2 separate regions of the Mus musculus genome follow, and region 1 is linked to region 2. A link is a contact called in public promoter capture Hi-C data. All regions are on one chromosome and are shown on one strand. The core of a region is the stretch at or near the end of the contact, and the rest is flanking DNA. Distances in the headings are between cores, read along the strand shown. Region 1 has its middle 15 kb from the start of Gm22950. Region 2 holds the start of Vangl2 (VANGL planar cell polarity 2).

What was found. Promoter capture Hi-C pulls out the DNA fragments that hold promoters and counts their contacts.
Region 1: a contact with region 2 is called in a promoter capture Hi-C map of the HPC-7 cell line. The contact joins the enhancer-like site here to the promoter of Vangl2 in region 2. A contact is called at or near these places in 5 of 39 promoter capture datasets (the C10 cell line, the HPC-7 cell line, hematopoietic stem and progenitor cells and 1 more), 1 of 15 datasets of contacts at CTCF or cohesin (large pre-B cells), 1 of 484 Hi-C or Micro-C datasets (bone marrow-derived macrophages), 3 of 115 datasets of contacts at active chromatin or transcription factors (bone marrow-derived macrophages, embryonic stem cells and large pre-B cells) and 1 of 9 other capture datasets (liver).

Annotation. Positions count from the first base shown.
Region 1 is chr1:171,744,960-171,752,505 of GRCm38.p6, forward strand. No RefSeq gene overlaps it. Among named protein-coding and RNA genes, the nearest start is that of Gm22950, 15 kb to the left of the region's middle. Within about 2 kb of position 3,167, at least 7 of the 459 cell types and tissues checked have an H3K27ac peak or open chromatin away from gene starts, as enhancers often do. A contact at or near this core is called in the HPC-7 cell line, where this site is marked.
Region 2 is chr1:172,022,079-172,029,324 of GRCm38.p6, forward strand. Vangl2 (VANGL planar cell polarity 2) reads right to left here and starts at 5,217. Exons shown (of 8, transcript NM_033509.4): 1 at 4,920-5,217.

The DNA.
Region 1 (7,546 bases), core at 1,917-4,416, 280 kb before region 2:
TTTCTCTGTATATCCCTGGCTGTCCTGGAACTCACTCTGTAGACCAGGCTGGCCTTGAACTCAGAAATCTGCCTGCCTCTGCCTCCCAAGTGCTGGGATTAAAGGCGTGCGCCACCACCACCTGGCGATACATGTTTTATGATGATCAATCTTGACTATCAACTTGATGGTATTTAGAATCACCTAGGAGACAAAACCTCTGGCTGTGTCTGTGAGGGGCTTACTAGGAAGGCTTAACTGGAGAAAAAAGACCCCTCCTGAAGGTGGGCATCGCCATCCTACAGACTGAGATCCTGGTCTAAAGCAGCAGGAGAAAGTAAGTGCAGCTTCAGTATCCATCTCTCTCTCTGCTTCCGGACGGTGGATACACTATAACCAGCGCCTTCATCTACAGCTTCCACAGCTGAGCCACTGCCACCGTGCCTTCCCCAGCGTGATGGACTGGACATCTAGGCTGCAAGCCCAAATAAGTCCTTCTTCCTTTAAGTGATTTTGTCAAGTATCTCATCATTGTAAAGGGAAAGGTAACAAACATATATGTGATATATATTTGTATATACATATATGCCTATACATATGCCTATATATGTATAAGTATATATTCACATACATGCATACTATATAACACATACACATATAGATGGGGAGAGGGAGAGAAAAGAAGAAAAGGGCGAGAGAGAGAGAGAGAGAGAGAGAGAGAGAGAGAGAGAGAGAGAGAGAGAGAATTAAAATGGAGCAAAGCATTAAAGAATAGCTATTCAGTCATAGCCAACTAACTAAGTAGACAGGCTATAAAGGTGGATTTTTGTTGTTGTTGTGTTTTATTGTTGTTCAGAATTGGGTATTGAAATAGGGTATCATGTATCTCCAGCTAGCTTTGAATTTACTGTAGCTGAGGCAGGACTTGAATTTCTGATCCTTTTGTCTCTACTTCCTAAGCTCTGGGATGACACATGTGTGTGCTACCGTGTCTTTGTTTTCTCTGTATACATCTCTTAATATTCTTAAACTTTCTAAGTTTTTAAATCAAAACTTAGAAAGATAAATCCATGAATAGTTAGCCTTTATTATTTCTCACTGATGAGCCTTTAAAATCCTGAGATCTTGTTAAACACTGGTGTCCCCCTCTTTACCCACATAGGACCTTCCTTTTATAGATTCTTGCTTAGGCTCTCAAAACAAATAATCATTTTCAACCAAACACTCATCACATTATCAATGAGAAGAGGACAGATGAGTTTTTCGTTGATTTAGTCAAGAAAAGTCCAGGCATGATGGCATGAGTCTGTGAACTCAGCTGTTCAAGAGGTGCAGACAAAAGAATTCCAGGTGCCACCTGGATAACATGGGAAGATTCTTCCTCTGTAGGGAGAGGAACTTGGGGACTGGAACGAGGAGAGGAAAGAGGAGAGGGAAAGGAAACAGAGCGTTCCAGAATAGTATGCTAGCAGGGTTGTCTGGAATGTACACATAGAATGCTTAAAGTGGAGCAATGGCTTTCTGCATGCTGGAGCGGCTGAGAACCCATGAGGCTGTCCCAGCCTCTTATTGATGTCCTGGATTGTCCTAGTTGTCTGTCTGTATTGGAAGACTGAAGAAGCTGGAGTCAGGTGTTAGTGGAGGACAGTGAAAGCAACTAGGAGAATAGACACAAGCAGGAAGCCGTGCTAGGCCAATCAGCATGCACCAGGATATTTTATTGAATCACCCACTAAACGGTCCCATCCACTCCAGGCAAGTGTCTTTTTGTGAGTGTTACAGCTCTGAGGGGAAAGGTTTCCCCAATGCAAGTCTTATAGCTCTGAAGGGAAAGTTGTCCTGGAAGGTGGGAGTCAAGGAACACCACCAAGTCACATTGCACAACAAACCTCATGCAAGAAACTTACTGGGAAAGACAATGGCTGCCTCTGCTCCTTTGAGAAGCAGGAGGGAACTGAGCTGGAGGCAGGCTTTATACAGGGTTTCTTGGCAGCAGTTTTCCAGGATAAGGATTTCCAGGATTGGTGGGGTTTCAAGTCCTGAGCTTGGGGTGAGCCCAGGAATTGGTGGGATTTCAAGATCAGGGATTGGTGGGATTTTGAACTCGGGATTTGGTGGGTTTTCAAACCTGGACATAAGCTCAGACGTTTTTTTTTTTTTACCCTACACTTTTTCTTTCAGTTTTTAATTCCTGAAAACGCCCCAGATATTGGCCCCAAGGGTTGGTTGATTCTGGAATCCCATCAAGATGACAGTCAAGATTAACCACTACAATTAGCAAATAGACCAGGGCTATAAACTGGTGGTGTTGTAGTTCTGTCCATCTCTTTACCTTCTAAAGAGCAGGAGCACCTCTCTTAGCCTTGCTATCTCTGACGAAGAACAGGGACATGGAGCAGAAGGACCTTTCTAAAGCAGAAGTTTACTGACCACACCGTCATGCTCCTTAGAGCGCCCAAGCTTCCGACAACACCTTGCATGACTTGGTTTCTGTGGATTTCTCCTTTCTCATTTCTAGCTTAACCCTCCCGCCCCCCTTCCCCAGCTCTTCACCAAATGCTGCAACTTTTCTGCATTTGCAACTCCTCAGAAATACCCTGCGCCTTTGTTCAAACTTTTGCACTTCTTGGAACCCGCCTCCTCCTCATTGATCCAATAAACTCTTACTCATTTGTTAAGACTCAAAGCAATTGTTCTCCAAAGCCAAGATACATTTCTGAGAAGAGACTCACTTTCCCTCACACATTGACCCTTTAGACCTATGATGTGACAGAGAGGAGTGTTGTAGAGAAGCTTGGGAAATCAACAGGGAAGCCCACAAAATTTACATTTCTCTATGCTTTCTTCCATCTTGGAAAACCATCACAGAGAAGTGGCTTTCCCGAGGCCTCTTGATTAGTTAGCGGCAGAGTTGACACTGTAGGTCCAGGATAACGCCTGCCTTTACTGATGCAACATTGGGCATCCCCTGCCAATCAGAAGAATCTCCTGAATTCTCTTAGATCCTAGAACTTTCCAGGCCTTGAGAGGATGACAAGACAGGCAGGTTCACTGGCTTCTAGAGAAAGCACCAGCAACGGTTCTTTGATCTCCAGGTTTATACCTAATGCTTGGAATGGTACCAGAAACCTCTAGAGGTTGCATACCATAGACTCTATGCCATAGAAGATGAGGCATGGGCTCTGGAGTCAGACAATTTGGGGTTTATGTTCCAAAATTACCATTTACTAATTGTAGAACTCTAGGAAGAATGAACATTCCTTGTGTGAAAAATATGTAGATGATCTTTCTATGGGTATCAAGGGAGAAAATTGCACTCAATCATGCCACACAAGGTCAAGCATACAGTGAGGGCTTAACTAGTGTGTTATCTTCTTCTGTTCCAGACTGCTACTTTCCTTCTTCCTCATTTAGGACTTTAAAGTGTCTAACTCAAGATAAGAGCTCTTAGTTCAAGTTCCTTCAAGTGTAAAATAAGATAATTGATTACATGATTTCAATACCCAAATATTTTAATGTTTGCTTTCATTCGTCTTCTCAATTGAATCAGAGGATTTAGCACAAAATCTTCCCATGGTTGTGACCTGAGCAACAGGTTTTGCTTAGAGGAAGTGGAGGGGGGTAAAATGCAAATGTTGGTGGCTAAATTGGATTTCCCTGGGTCTGATGACTTCCAAGATGCCTCTAAAATATAATTTCAGTGATGATGTTTATAGAAGGGATCAACCTTACCCCCAAATAATAAGTAGAATTAGTATGTTCAACAAACACATTTAGCAACATTGTATCTCATTCACTGTTACATCGGGAAGCATAAAGATAAATAGAAAAAAGGAGAGAGAAAGAAAAAAAAAAAGGAACTTAACCAGGAGTTGGGTGCACTGACTTCAACCCAAGAGATCTGGTTTCTGGTCACATCTTTGTAAAAACTCACTTCATGGTAAGTCCCTTAAAGGTGTTAGCCTTTAAGTCGAGCTTTTCTCAGAGTGAGGTGAGAGAGCTAAAATAGGTGACTTCTAAGATTGTTTTAATTTTGAGTTTTGTTTCTAGATTATTCTCTTACAGTCGGTATATGTACTCAAATATTTCCTGGAATCTTCCATTTAGATGAACTGTAAATATTTCAACCAAACATTTCTCAAACTGACAACTCACCTTATGTTCCTTGCTCCCAATTATGCCCCAAAGTTTTTTCTACTTCTAGGTTTGCAGGAGACTAAACCTCACAGCTAAATGTCATAGTGTCCCTCATGTCCAGCATTCAAATAGACATCAAATTCTGCTGTCAGGTCCAAAAGAATCTTCAATTCCACAAACTCCTAGAGGCAGTCCAACTATCTGGACATGAACTGAACCCGTACTAGGAGGATTTCTGATAGTTAAATAAAAGCCACCATTCCTCAGGATCTTTCAAAGCTTGTTCCCATCAGCCAAAAGAAAGAGTCATTTCCCTTACCTCTGGCAAAAGGGACACGTGGTTCTTTAATTAACATATACTGTTAGCGTCTATCAGAATATGAAGGTCCATGCTGGCTTCCAGGATCCCCCAGTCCTTACTCACAAGCATTTGTTATACATTTCAAAGCCCCCACACTAGTGTTCTGACCTTCCCCTCCTCCAGCTACTCATTCTGCTTACAACCTTGCTATTTTCACTGTTTTCTGTATGTTCTGCTCCTGCTTCTCTCACGATGCTCTCTATTCTCTATGCTCTCTCTATTCTCTATGCTCCCTCTATCCTCTATGCTCTCTCTACTCTATCCCCTACTCTTCCTCCCTCTCTTGTAGATAGCCCTGGCAATGTCCAGTCTGCTGGCCATGTTCATGCTATTTCTTTCTCTTTCTGCTCTGCTCTCTTCTATCTGCATCTGGATATTTTCTCCCTTTTATATACAATAAAAGCTTTTGCCTTAACCATACCATGGAGAGGTTGTGTCTGCCGTTTCTCTACTGTGCTTCCCTGTGTACACCTGCCAAGTCTACATACTAAGTGGCTCTGGTGGACAGCTTCTCCCCTCCAATGGGCACTTTTTGAGTTAGGTCTTTAATTCTTCCAGTATAGATAATAGGAAACCATTATTTCTCCCAGATTTTAATTTTAAGTAAATCTGATCACTGTGCCAAAATAATTTTTCTAAAGCAACATCAGGTCCAAAGAAAACTCCACTACCCCAAGTTCTGGTGGTTAAACAAAAGTCAACATTCCTCAGAAACTTGTGAAGCCTGGGCCCCTCTAACGAAGGATCCCACTCCCTTACCATTGGTAGAGGGGATGAATGGCTATCAGTGGTGCCTCTTAGTGTAACAAAGCACATGCTGGCTTCCAGGCTCCTGTAGCATCACAAATACTTACTTCTTCTCACCTCATCCCCATGCTATAAACTTCTCCAGCTCAGAAGCACTGAGCCTCCCACCCCTACCCCAGCTATTCACTTTTCCTTATGACCTTGCTATTTTAATTGTCCTCTTTTGTTCCTCTCTTGAGAGTTTTGATATGGTGTGGAAAAAAAAAAGAAAAAAAAAAGAAAACACTCTGCTTGCCATGAATCCACCAAAAACAAAGTCAAGGAAACTAGCAATCAAATGATATATTACATACGCTGTTGGTTTAATACCCCTACCCTCAAATTATGTGAGATATCTTCGGACAGGCTTTTAAACACTAGACTCTGAAATGGAGATTTGTTCCTAAATGAAATGAGAACTGTTCTAAGGTATGCTTAAGGAGAAGATGTGATTGAAGAAAACAGCCAGAGGCCTCTGAAAGAGTCCAGCGCATGGAGAGAAAATGTCACAGTGAACATGGCTAGCAGACTGGACCAGGCCAAGAGAAGAGAGAGGGAGGAGTGGGAAAATGGGGGAGGGGAGCAACAGACCAAGAGAGCAAAGGAGACCAAGAGCTAAGAACACTCACAGCTGAAATGTCTTGGTTACATAGGAATGAGAAGCTGGGGAAAGGGAAGCGTCCGGGCTGGAGAGGTTTGGGGTATGGGGCAGGGTGAGGAGAACTGAGAGGAGATGTCATCATCTTAGACTCTGAATCAGGTACTTCCTTCCTATACCAAGAGAGCCTGAGGCCAGCGAGATGTACGTTAATAGGCATCACAGTTAACCATTTGTCCAGGGGTTTCTTTTGGACATGTCAGTTTGCAGAGAGTTTATTGGGGGATTGCTGGAAAACAGGAAAATTGCCTGTGAGGTAAGATGGAAGTCCTGAGCAGAAGTGGAATTTTGGATTCAGTTGCAGCAAAGGTTTTTGTTCACTTCCAGAAGTCTGACTTTTCATGTCTGCTCCAACTCAAGGGGACTGGACTTCTACATTGATTTATCTGCCAACTGACCGGTTTCTAGACATGGGTTGATTGCAGTAAAGAACTACTTGGAGGCATCTGGAGAAGAACTCAGCTGAAACACTAATACTCACAGCATTTGGGAACAATTACTTTGGTCCTGAGTGGGGTTCAGAGCACCTTCTACATGACATAGCATGTGCAGCATTGCACTGTTTTATAGATAAAAAAGCAATCTCCACAGCACTATGACTTACCCTGGCTCACACAAGGCCCTGTGCTTCTAATTTATAGTTGTCTGCATGGTTTGTTGGCTCCCTTTATCCCTAAAATTGAGACTTTAATAGTGTAAAATTTTCATTACAATGAGCACAAACTTGGACCTTCTCTTACTTTGAGTGACAGGGTACATTTTCACATACATTAATCATCTGAGGAAGAATTAAAGCTATATCAAAGACCCCAAGCAAGGATTCTAGAAAACAGACAATAAATGTAGCAGGATCTGTGGGGACCCAGGGCAAAGAGAACAGGACTATGTGTATGGCCCAAGATGTCTTTGTAAAACACAATCAACTAGGCATCAACTCCACTCTTTGGCCAGTGGCAAAATAATGCCTGGGAGGTTTTTCAAAGAATTAGGTTAGGCAAAGAAGAAGGAAGAGGTGAGAGACAGCTTAAAGTGAATATCAAGTACTTCCTAAAAAGCTAGGATAGATTAAAAGAAGTCAAAAGATCTCCACTGATAAGTAGATTAGGACGTAAGGCCCAGAGTCCAGAAAGGGCTGTCTTAGAACAAGTCCATGGAGTCACAGCTCTTTTCTTACTCTGGACTCCTTATCTGGCCTTCTCATCCCTAGATATCAAAGGCCCTGATAATGCTTTTACTAAGCATTATGTAGCCTAGGCCAGTTTGGTAGGAGGTGAAGGAGTTTGTATCAAAATGCTGACTCTGTTGTTTATTTATTGTATGATGTCAGGTAAGTTATCTAACTATGTAAGCCTCAGTTTGCTCAATCATGAGTTGGAGGGAATAAGAGTTAGACCCAGAGCAAGGCTAGGAGGAAGCCGAGCTGCATGACGGCAGAGGTCTCATAGTCTTGAAACCCTGTGTCCTAGTACATGTGAGCAAAGATCTAGCATTTTACAATATTCTTATATTTTCAGGACTCCATTAAATAATATAGGAAGCAGTGCGTCTTAGTGTTTCTATTACTGTGAAGAGACAACATAACCACAGCAACTCTTATAAAGGAAAACACTTAATTTGAGGCTGGC
Region 2 (7,246 bases), core at 3,967-6,466:
AACCTCCTGCCCCACCCCAGCCCCCAGACACTGCCACTCTCCCCTCTCAGGGCCCCACCCTGATTACCAGGATAGCCCCAGTATTGCTGATTCCAAGTTTGCTTTTCCCAAACCCATTCCCAGCTGTCTTGTCTGTAATTACCAACCTTGCCAGGGGCATAAGACTGGCACCGCAACAGCTCATTTCTAAAGAGCCCCACCATTTAAGCCTCTGCCTCCCACTCTGTACTGAGCAGGGGTAGGGGGTGGGGAGAAGAGATGCAAAGATCCTGCCTGGCACACTGCAGGTCTCACCAGATCTCAACAGAGAAGGTGACAAAGGGCTGTCAAAGGCCAAACAGGGTAGAGAGAGTCAGTCCGTCCGCTATCAAAATCACATGGAGCACAGGGCCACCCACCTGCAGAGGGCGGGGGCTTTCAGGTCAACTCAGAGAGGGAGGAAGTTGATCAGAGGCAAAGCTGGAAGTTGAATCCCACAGGGAGAAGAGCAGAAGCACACAGGTGGGAGCTGCCAGGAAAGAGGAGGAAAAAAATAGTCTGACAATACTGCCCCAGCCTCTCCTCTCCCTGATGCCTCCTCCTCCACCGACAACCACCACAGGACGGGACGGGACGAAAGGAAAGGGATCATTAGTTTTGTTTTATAGCTAGGGAAACTGAGGCCAAATCGCCACTTTGCACGTCAAGATCCAGCAGTACCAAACACCCCACAGACATCCTTGCTCACAGCTCAGCCTCAACCAACAAGCCCACCAGTTCTCTCCCTATCTTCCTAGCCTTTAAAAAGTGGTTAAGAACAGCCAGGCGTCGTGGAACAGGGCTTTAATACCTGCACTCAGGAGCCAGAAAGGAAGGCAGGTCTCTACAAGTTCCAGGCCAATTTAGTCTACATAGCGAGTTCCAGGTCAGCCAAAGATGGAAAAAAAAAAAAAGACTTTGCCTCAAAAATAAATAAATAAATAAATAAACAAATAAATAAGTAAATAAATAAATGGGATAAGCTAAGGAATATCCTGTGTAGTAGAATATTACTAAGCCATAAAAAGCATTACATATACTATGATGTACATACATACATACATACATACATACATATGAGTGAGCCTTGCAAACATTCTGAGAAGAGGATGCCAGACATAAAATGATGAAATTTAGAGAAAAAAGCCAGAACAGGCAACTCCACAGAGACAGAAGGTAGTTTGGGGGTAGTCAAAGACTAAACAAGAGGGCACGGGATCAACTGTATGTATGTCCGCAGTTCTTTCAGAGCTAGTGAGCATGTTCCACAGCTGGACAGAGATGGTTGGATCATACTGTTTGTGCACTGAATTCCATTCTCTTGAAAGAAGTGCATTTCATGTTAACTTTTAATAGTGGCCAACACATCTCCCTCAGGAACCTTGCCCAATACTGCACCTCAGACAGAACCAAACTCTATGCTGCAAAGGCCTCCAGAATACACCTCCATACGGCACTAAGGGGCGGGGGGGGGGGGGGATCCGGGGATTGACGTGTCCAAGCGTGTTTCCCCTGTGAACAGTGTCTCTTCCCCACTCCATCCCCCGGGTTTCACACAGCACCTGGCAGAGAGTGGACTGTGCTGAATATGGTCTGCCAGAGGAGAGAAAAGACAACACATAGCCTCACTCCCTCACCTACTCCATCCATGGATCACCATCCAAGCCATGGCAGCCAGGACTTACTAAGTCATTCCGCTGTGTCAGACGCTGAGGAACACACTCTCCCCAGGTTAGCTCACTTGGTCGTCATAAACCTACCAGGAGGAACCTATCACCAACCTCATGTCACAGGTGAGGCTTCCAAAACTTAGCTGTTTTATCTCGGGTCACAGAATGGGGATGCAGCGAAGCTAGAAGTTCAGAGCAAACTGTCATCAAAGGAGAGAGGTCTCAGTGCAGGGTGGGGACTTGGGATTCCTTGGAGTATGGTGTCTTAAACCTCCCAGGAGGCTAGGGCATGAAGCTTTAATTACATGCACCAGGTCACACTGCTCTTAGCCCTAAGTGAAACTGGCTGCCTCTTCCTTTGGGCCTCATAATGTAGGAACCAGCAAAGGAGAAAAGCGGAGTCCCTGAGCCTCAAGGGAATGAAGGACCAGGGAAAAAGAAAGATCTTCCTCCTCCAAGACCTCCAGGAAGGTGAGGGAGCAGACACCAGAGAAGGCAGCTCTGCAGGGGGGAATTAGAGAAAGTACAAAACAGGACCAAGACAATGGCGAAGGAGGGGCCAGTGTGGCCATTGGCTCCCAGTCGGGAAACACTCTTTGAAATGGCACTTCCCATTGTCTGACCACAATTCCTCCTCCTTGGAGGACAACTCCTACTGGTAGGGAGCATACACTGGGCGAACAAGGTATGCAGAAAGCCAGGCCACTTGCCTCGGACAGGGGCACCTTGCAGGCCCTGGGAAAAACCATCTGATAGGTGCCTGGCTTGAAGAGATGGGACACTGGGCGGGGACAGAGTTTTCATAGCTGCCTCTTCCTGCCCCAATGTTTTCTAGCCCTCTCCCCCTCTTCTCCCCAGGCTTTATGGAGGGTAGGGATCTCTGAGGGCTAAAGATGGAACATTCCAACTGCACATGCCCATTAGAGACCAACATTCCAGTGGCAATTACCCAGGACCCTAATGGGCATGTGCAACTCCAGCCCCCGTCTTAAAACCAGTGTCTCCGCCTAACTAGCCTCTGGCAGCAAGAAGAAGAGTTGAGAATGTGCAGCTGGGAAGAAGGCTTGGGTCCCAGAGGAAATGAGAACCCCTGTCTTCCCGTCACCCCAAAAAGGAAGGAACAAGAGCAAAGGGAAAGGAGGTAGCTGCTACCTCTCAGGGAGGAAGAGATGTCTATCCCCCAGTCTGACTTTCACCCGCTCTCACGAGGATGAATACAGACCCTTTTCCCACCAAGTGGACGTCTGCCCTCTTGAAAGCTCAACTCCAACAAACATAAACGGACACACATTTACACAGAAACACACTCATATGCACACACTTGAACGCGTGTGCACACACACACTCTCAGACACACATACATGCATGCACACATATACACACACATATTCACACACACAAACACTCCATCCAGAGTGTGCTTCTAATTTTTAAAAAAACTGCAGGATAAACTACTTGGACCCACTTGCAGAAACTCCCAGAGAAGCACCCCATGTCACTTTATCGACCCTACCGCTCCCTGCCAGGCCTCATGCCTTGGTGTATGCCGCTTCTAGCCTCCAGCCCACACCCCTCAGGATCCTAGAGGCAAGGCAGAGTTGGAGGGCTCTGAAGTAGCCACCTTCAAGATGGCTTTCCAAGAGAGCCGTGGCCTCAAAGAGAGTAACTGGGTCAGAGAAGCCAAGCGTATGGCCTCAAAGGGCACTAAAGCCCAGCCTGTGACAGCGAGGAAGGCCACTATTATGTCCTTGACTCCTGAACCCCAAAATTCCTTTAAGACGACTGGGCTCCTCCACCTCCCCAGCCCCCACAACACACACCAGCTCCCAGAAAAGTCCATCTCCCCAAATAAACATCACCTAAGACAACTCACTACTCACTACCCCCCCCCCAATGCACAATCCTCACAGGGGTCTCACACACTCAAGACACTACCCTTGAATCTAGGCAGGGCCATTCAAATCCTGCAGACAGCCTTCCCTGTGGGCTTTCTGCCAGGAAAATCTGCCTGCAGAGACAAGAGGTACCCCCAATACACACTCAAAATACACACTAGCAAAGACGAGCACATATCCACAGCTATCCATCAGTACAGGTTACTCACAAGAGCACAGATTCACACACACACACTCACACCCCTTCCCACCACACAGGTGCATACACACCTACCCCATATATGCCTACCACCCATTCAGCTTTTATAAACCCACCTTCTCTAATACCTGCCCATCTCTTTCCCATAAGCCCCTCTCTCAGCACATACACACACAGACACACACCCCTTCCCTTGAGTATACACACAAATACATACCCAAATACACAGCAGATGTGTGTGGTCAGCTCTCTCTCTCTCTCTCTCTCTCTCACACACACACAGAGAGAGAGAGAGAGAGAGAGAGAGAGAGAGAGAGAGAGAGAGAGAGAGAAACATCTACACATCCAAACCCAGGGCCCACCTGCAGGAACACGCAGTACGTCAAAGCGTATATGCACACACACACACACACACACACACACACACACACACACATACACACACAAAACAAAGAATCATGCATACTGATCCCCCAACCAACCCTTTAAAACTCACTAATGCAGTGCTTAGGACCTTCGATGAGTAAATAGGACAAGGGACAAATATGATGTCGTTGGTTCCCCACACACACCCCAACACACATTCACCAGTATCGCCGCAAGTCCCATCCTTGGGCTACACACACACACTGCTGTGCGGGGCCATCTCTCAAGGATCCACTCTACCCCCTAAACACATACCTGCCCCTTCCTCCCCACACTCCAAAGGTGTGTATGCATCCCTACATACCTTCAGCTTCCAATACCTCCAGCCTCCGATCCTTCCACGGCCTCTCCCACCACCTCCAACACACGCTACCCAATCCCCGGCTTCAATGGGTTCCCTTGGGATCGTTCAGGCGCCCGCCCTGGGCCCCCCGGCCCAGGAAAGTCCCCGGCTCTTAAGGCCTGGGCTCCGCCCCTTCCCCATACGCCCCTTCCCCTCCCCAAAGTTGGGGTTACTCCGCTGTGCAGTGGAGGACAGACCGGAAGGGGGTGCCTCAAGCCCCCCTTCCCCCAGAAGCCATCCTGCTTTCTCCAGGGCCGGGCGCTCCCTGGTCTTTTGCATGGTTTCCTTCTTTTTTCTGTTGCTTTCTTTCTTTCTTTCCTTTTTTTTTTCCGCAAACTTTGCCCGCGCCCCCGCGGCCCGCCACTCACCCGCCACTGCGAACAGCCCGGTGGACTGGGCGCACGCCCCACTCCGCTCCGCGCCTTTGTATCCGCAGCGCACCCGGTCTTTCCGAACTCCGCGCTCCAGAACCGGCAGCGCGGGCGATGGGGGTTGACGAGGGGGGCTCCTGAGGTCGCTCACCCCGGCTCCGTCCCAGACCACTCGCCTGTTTCCCCCTCGAGGCCCCGGGGGCAGGGGGCCGGAGGGGACTGCAGGGCACTCAGGCTCCCATGGCGGGACCCAGAACCAAGCAATCGGGGATCAGGAATCAGATCTGGAGCCGGCGGCGGAGGGGGAGGGGACCAGAGGGGGAGGGGACCAGAAGGGGGCAGGGGGCGGGGAGAGAGCTCCCAGGTGCCGCCTCCCGGCTGTTCCCGCAGCCGCCGCCCCTCCCGCTGCTGCGTCCATTGTCTGCGGCCCGGCTCTTCCCCGAGTCGCGGCACCCCCAGCCCTGCGCCTGGCCATGCCCTGCGCCCTCTGGATCCTGGGAATCCGCTCCTGGCTTCCAGACCTGGCCAGGAAGGTGTGCTCGAAGCTGCCTCGGCTCTTGGCTTTGGTCCAGCCCGCAGCCCCTCTTGGAGCTGTCTTCTTCGACCCCCGATTGAAAACCTTTCCCCTAGGCCCTGATGTTGGCCATATTCTCTTCTTTAGAACCACAAACCTGGTCTCACAAACTCCAGTGGAATCTGAGACGTGGGGAAGATTGGTCCCCTCCGGCCTAGAACTGCGAAAAGGGTCATCCCTGATATTAATTAGTGACAAGAGACAGGCCCCTCTCCCATGTATACGGTATTTCCCTGACACCATACCCCTCCTTCTTCCAAAAATAATTTAATTACTCGGTGTTCTAGCTGTGAGCGAAGACCGCCTAGTCAGACTGGGACGCTCACTCATTAACACGTTTTCCTCCCCTCTGGTTTGAGTGTTGGGATTAATTACAAAGGGAATCCTGCCCTAGGGGAGAGGGGGAGGGGGAGAAGACGAGGGCCCGCGACTTGGGGCACCAGAGGAGAGGGGGGCCTTCTCCCAGGAAGCCTAGAGAGAGAGGAAAAAAAAAAAAAAACCCGGGTGGATGCGGAACTCCAAAACTTTTGGCTAATTTAGCTTTGCAGGTAGGACCCAGGGAATGTAGGCTAGAATAAAATATCTGGCACATTTAGGGCATTTCCAGTTCAGAGCACACTAAGAAACAAACCAGTTAGAGTTGCTAAAGTGCCTAGGAACCCAACAGGGACGAGCCCACCATAAAGTAGCTGTGGGAAGGCCAGGTTGCCCTCGGAGTGAATGAAAGCAAAAGTATTATTACATTATTACATTGCTGCTAGTACTATTTACCTTGTAACCTGCCACTTACCTAGAACAGTGCCGCTTCAAAAGCATCTTCGAACACGTTTCCACACCCCCACCATCTCCACCTTCCAATTCTGATACCTGCCCCTCCCAACCCTGTGATTAAGAAATCCCAGAGAAGGCGACTCCCAGTCTCTGTTCCTTTCTCTAATGGAGTCTTCCCTAAAACTCAGGCACATCTCTGTTATACATTCGAACCAGTCCCCAAATGAGGACAGATTGTCTTTGTCCGCATATGGCTGTTCAAAGGTGAAGAAGCTAAACAAACGCTGCTTCCCTTCAGCTCTGCCCAAACCCTTGTTTCTCTCCAGCCACTGTTCCCGCATATTAGCAAAGAACTTAGCGTTAAGACGACGTGAATGAAATACAGTCATAGTTTCAAGTACCACAGTCTCTGCAAACACAATGACCTTCCTTCACCTACGTCTGTCATGTGCCAGGCACTGGACTGCTCTGGGGGTCCTGTAACCACACCAGGAATGCAAGGAAAGAGCAGAACAGTGGAAGACAGTAAAAGGAGACAGAAAGACCTCAGAGTCCCCTTACCTGTCCAAAGCACACCTCCAGTGTTGAGCACTAGTCTATAACTTGACAGTGTTAGAACTGCCACATTACGTTGCGGGCAGGATCTCTTTTATGTTTAGTGTAAATTATATTCACATTCTGCCAGCTTGTTTCCCAGACCCGGAGACAGGCCCCAAAGAATTGGAAATGAGTTTCTGACGTCAGAATTACAAATGACTTTGTAGAGCGGGCCCCAGCTGAAGTTTGAGATGTAAGTCAAGATGTCACGAACGTACGTACGGGAGACTTCAGGATTGATGTCTGTTAAGTGTGAAACGGGAATACACTCAGTTCTTCCTCTCCTCCCAGAACCAGATGTAATTGAGAAGTTACATCTGCAAGGAGAGTACTGCCTTAAACAGGTGTCTGACATTAAATGTAATCATTCTAGTGCTTCCTA